Linked DNA regions of Zea mays: region 2 is linked to region 1. A link is a contact called in public Hi-C data. All regions are on one chromosome and are shown on one strand. Each heading gives the region's core, a stretch centred on a gene start, on an enhancer-like site or on the middle of the called end of the contact. The rest is flanking DNA. Distances are from core to core; before and after follow the strand shown. Region 1 holds the start of LOC100193479 (Cyclin-T1-3). Region 2 has its middle 16 kb from the start of LOC118472086.

Region 1 (2,700 bases), core at 143-2,642:
CTACAATAAGGTTTTTGGAATGTTGAATAATTAGACAAATTCCAAATTAAATTCCGAATATAAATCATGACCAAATCAGAAGAACTGAAATAAAAGCCAAATCAGATGATGCGTACTGATTAGACTTACTGATTGTTGGCGCGCGCCAGGATCAGATGGGTTGACGAGGTCAGCAGATCACGAGCAGTCGCGTGAAGACGCTTCCCAAAAACCTTATTCGCCCTCTCCCGGTGCAGGATCTAGAAGACGAAGGGTTCCGGAGACCTGCTCTCCTGATCGCAGATGCACCTCTGCGGTCGGGACGAAGGGAACTAAAAGGCGGCTCAGCTATGAAGAGAGGCGAAAGCGAACTGGGATCTGGGATGATTTGGAGGCTGGCTGCCGGGCTCCTTTTATAGGGCCGAGTCCGCGACCCCAGTGCTTATCCGCCCACGAAAATCTCGCAATCAGTTGAGATTTTATAGGGATCGGTTAGGATAAGCGTAACAGCCAAGAAACCAAAAAATCAAACGGCAAAAGGTAGCCGCGCCCCCGCAAGGCGAGGGGCCGGATTTCGGCGGACCATTCACGCGCATGTCGTGCGCCCGCGCCCTTCGCCCCGCCCCGCCCCGCCCCGGCGAGGCGAGCGAGCGCGCGCGCGTGTGGCTCTCCACACTCTCTCCTCTCATCCATGACTTGGTGAGTGAGTGTGGCTTCCATATTTAAGTTAGCTCTACTCCACAAGAGCTAGCAATATGGTGCTATTGGTTCCACCTATCCCTTTGCCATCCACTTATATGGGCTTTTGAGATTTTCCTGGGATTTATTTGAATAACTTAATTGGGCCAAGCCCATAAATCCTAACACAATCAAGTAAAGATGACTTTTTTTCTCTTCTCATCTCTCAAACTTGGTTTTAGTTTCCACTAACTTTATTCCTAAACCACGTTTATGTGTTTTAAAGTTATTTTATAGGATTACCTATTCACCGTCCTCTAGTTACTTTCAGATTCACATATCTCTTCTTCCTTTACACGCCACCTTGAACATCGACCACCTCTATTCTCTCGATTTAGAGGGACCATGGGAGATGACATTTAAGATTATATTAATCTCTTTAGAGATGATCTCGCATTGTCTCTCAACTAACCAAAAAACATACTTGTCTATTCTATTATATATATTGTACTCTTAGTCAAACACATTGAATCGGTCTATTTCTGGATCCATAGCAACCATTAGATTAGACATTCCCATAAGTTTTGATTTAGAAAAAACTCTGACGCAACATGAAAACCGGACTCAATTCGAGACACTGTACTCGAGTACTTTGGAAAAAAAAATTGACTGACGTCCGATAGACTTGGGTAGTTGGGCTTCAGAAAATATCGCGGTTTTCTTGCCGACCTGGCAACTGATCAGGTAGACCGTAGTCTAAAGTCTAAACCATCTACCCTGCGGCCTTGCTTCTGTTCTCTCGCGTCGTTCTCCCGTGCTCCCCGCGTGCGCTCTATCTGTTTCTGGTGGCGACGACTTGGCGGTCGCCGGCTCGCCGCCGCCGCCGTGCACAGTCCTTTATTTTGGGGACCTTCACCGGCGACGAGCACCCACCAGGTACGCCCACCCCTTTTCTTCCTTTCCTGCTGTGCGAAACCGAGCTCCCAAACCCAAGCTATTTCTATTTGGATCTGATCTGATTCATTTAAAGTGTGGTACACATGTATTATGCCTGCAAACTTCGATTTTTTTCGTCTTTTTGCAAAAATATCGGTTCTACATGTACACCCATGGCCTTAGCTGGGTCCGCCCCTGGTGTCAAGATTGCTAAATTTTTATTTCTGTATATAGGGTGCATACCCCAACAGGGTGAATTTGGTGGAATTTAGGCTGCTGTTTGTTGTATTTAAATAATTGCAAGTTTTGTCTTCTCAAAGCTTGTATATGTATTACTCCACCTTGTTGCTCAGCATAAGCTCTATCTTGTGCCTGCGGAATCAGCCTGTTTTACCTACCTGAAAATCATCGTAGTAACTTCCTCATGTGAGGAACTGAGGATGATGCGAGCTGAGCTTAAAGTCAAACTATTGCTATTCAACTAAAAGAGCAGGACTAGAAGGGTGCTTGACAGTGTTTGTATTGCATCTTATAATGATGCCTTAAATAGATTCGTGTTCAAATTGCTACAAGAGTCATGAGTTTTGACTTACCTTTAGGGCTTGTTTGGAAACGCAGCAATCCCCTTCAATCCATATGTTTTGGAAGGGGTTGATGTGGAAAATTAGTTCATTTTCCACTCCAATCCATATGAGGGCTTGTTCGTTTCGCCGTTAATCCATGTGGATTAGGTGGTATTGAGTCGGTTTAAATCCATAGCAAGTCAAAATTCATCCCAATCCATCCCAATACACACCAATCCACATGGAATTGAAATAACCGAACAAGGCCTGAATTGGGAGGGATTTAGTTTATCCAGACAGTGCCTTAGTAAATCAGAAATATATCTATTCGTCTTGTTTCTCAAACTATTTTTTCTTTACTGTCCCTGAAAAGCTTTAAACAGTATGTTCTGTTTACTGAACCATGAGTGGAGGGCATGCATGGGCTTGCAGAATGTGCTTAGTATTTCCGACCTCGAACATAGATTGTTGTGTGTCTGAAATACCCAGGCTAGGCTGCAAGCTTTGTTTTCAAGATAGTTCCATGAGAATTACCTAACTGGTG
Region 2 (2,700 bases), core at 15-2,514, 150 kb before region 1:
CGACCAATCCGCTGTTGCAACGGTCAGATTCAGCATCCTTAGCTAGCTGTCCCCCCCTGACCCTACGAAGCTTGGAAGGCCGGTCGATCTGCACGCACTCCGCTTCAAGCGGCGGTGAATTTAAGTTCACACATTGGCCTTTGGCGGCTATATCTGAGAAACTGACAGTGCTTGATTGCTGGTTGATAAGGATTACGCACATAACGGCACGATCATGTACGTACCTCTCCACGATACCATCCAGCAGTTCAGCTGCTCATAGATCGATGCTGTTTACTGTGTAGACCAGCTGTTCGACAAGCTAATAACCCTCCGTGCTCTTGCACAGTCTTTGTTCACATCGGATCTTCCTCATGTTCTACAGCCACCGTTATTATGCCGTGGTAGCTAACAATTAATATCTGGATCCTGTTCCGTCTCAAGTCTGAACTCCTGATACCGTTTCCTCCTTCCAATCAATTGCAGAGACCTCAATCATAGAGCTACTTCAATCAGTTTGTTGTCTTTCAGTTAACATAACAGCATTATTAATTGACCATTGGGAAATTTGCTGGTGACAAGTTCCTGGACGAAAAAAAAATCCCAGCGTTCCTTAGACCAAGTGATCACGGGAGACGGTGACCTCTTGTTTTCTGCTTGCGTGCGATGGTATGGTACACGCCGCGTCAGCTCCCTTCCTTCTCAAATCGCTGGTCGCCGTCGCACTCGTTCGACGTCTGCGTCGCGGGACAGTTATTTCGAAGGAGACCGCCAAGCCAATTAATGCCGTTTATATACGGCGTGTTTCGCCGCAGTAATTATCTGTTTGCGTAATCTGATAGTACCCTTTACTGAGATTTTGATGGTGCAGTAGTAACCAACTCACCATGGCTGTCGGTTTCTGTCAGTTTCTGGCCATCAAAACTACTCTGGATTACCAAACGTTCAGTTTTTCAGTCCATTTTTATAAGACTCGTTTTAGTTAAATCCGTTCAAAACATGAACATAAAATCGATCGAATCATTGTGATAATAGGAATCAGTCACTTTATATATTCTAAACCTTATGGATCACTTTATATTCTTCCCTACGTAATCCTTATGATAATTAGATTCTCATACATATAGATTCTTTATACAGATAGAAAAAGATCATCAGAAAAAAAACACGCGAAACAACAGGACTATGTATGACGAAAGCAGCTCGGCCGGGGCTGTAGGTTACGATCGCATTCGCATCCTAAAGTGTCAGTTCTATTTTTTTTCCCTTACCAACGCCGTATGAATGGGCTTTTGTGCAACTTAACGGGCTAGTATTCCAGCTGCTATACAGAGACAGATGGGCCTAGACTAAACAAAGTGGGCCTAAAGATATTATTCTAGACCCACGAAGGCGAATCGTTGGCTCTCTTTCTCGTTTGCTACAAATCGGTGTACAAGGTGGTTGGCATAAAAGCGGTTCCAGTTGTTTATAATTATCAAGCTTGCAGATTTCACTGGTTGCTTCTAATGATTTTTGACAGCGATACAAATAATAATGACTCCTTTCTTTTGAATACTCGACCCGTCGTAGCTTATCGACAGCTATGTTTTTTCTTTGCAATAATGAAAAATGACAACATTTTACACTTACCTACTCACACCTTTACAGTGAAGACGACAAGACCTCTCCATCCGTAATTTAACAGTAGTGTAGACAACCTGGCTAGTTGTAGCTCTCTATTTCAGTCCCCCAGAGGCAAATTAATATCAATCACCTGCTAGAGTTGACGACCAAACCAACTCTTATGTTCTTCTAGAGGTACTTAGGCATAGTACACGTTATTAAAATGTCTCCAGCAGCATATCTATCTTATCTCATATCTCATTTTCTATTTTAAATTTGACTCCACGAACAATAGAGGCAAAACACTGTTTTGGAGTACCATATGCATGCACGATCTGCTCGATACAGCCTTAACGTACTTATTAGTCAAAACCATCGTAAATTTGACTAAATTCACATAAAAGCATCGATATTTGATGCCATACGTACAAATGTTATTTTGTATGAATTTATCTAGATTTTTTGACTTAATACTTAATTAGAATTACATCCTTTTGATTTCCCTTTTTAGGACGTAGGCAGCACGTCGCTCGGTGTCGCATCAAATTAGGCATTAGTTTGGACCATATATCATATCAATATAAACCATATATTGATGCACTGAAGGGAAGATACAAGAACAGGACCACAGAATGCCGAAACGGATAACTAAAATACGTACTAAATTACAAACGGATTCCAGAGAGAGATAGAGGAATACACTAGCGCCACTACCGGAATTCGGCTCTTTGCCGAGTGCCGGCGTCTTTGCCGAGTGCTTTTTATCGGGCACTCGGCAAAGCCCACTTTGTCGAGCGCCGCACTCGGCAAAGTCCTGCGTTCGGTAAATAGCTTATTTACCGAGTGCAGGATACTCGGCACAGCCAAGCACTCGGCAAAGACTGCTTTGCCGAGCGTCAAGCACTCGGCAAATATAGCTCTCGGCAAAGGGCCGTTAGCGGCCGTGTACATCTGACGGCCGTCAGTCTTTGCCGAGAGTCAAATATCTGGCACTCGGCACAGAGGGTCTTTGCCGAGTGTCCTATGTAGACACTCGGCAAAGCATATTTTTATTTTTTTATTTGGGTCACCAAACTTTTTGTGGTATGTTCCTACACTATGTAGACCTACATGTAC

What was found. Hi-C and Micro-C count contacts between places; a contact is called where the count stands out from the background.
Region 2: a contact with region 1 is called in a Hi-C map of ear, with 2.0 times the contacts expected there. The contact joins the enhancer-like site here to the promoter of LOC100193479 in region 1. A contact is called at or near these places in 3 of 25 Hi-C or Micro-C datasets (ear, leaf and tassel).

The regions. Positions count from the first base shown.
Region 1 is chr5:193,383,128-193,385,827 of Zm-B73-REFERENCE-NAM-5.0, reverse strand. LOC100193479 (Cyclin-T1-3) reads left to right here and starts at 1,392. Exons shown (of 7, transcript NM_001138594.2): 1 at 1,392-1,593.
Region 2 is chr5:193,537,270-193,539,969 of Zm-B73-REFERENCE-NAM-5.0, reverse strand. No RefSeq gene overlaps it. Among protein-coding and RNA genes, the nearest start is that of LOC118472086, 16 kb to the right of the region's middle. Within about 2 kb of position 1,264, at least 17 of the 20 cell types and tissues checked have an H3K27ac peak or open chromatin away from gene starts, as enhancers often do. A contact at or near this core is called in ear, leaf and tassel, where this site is marked.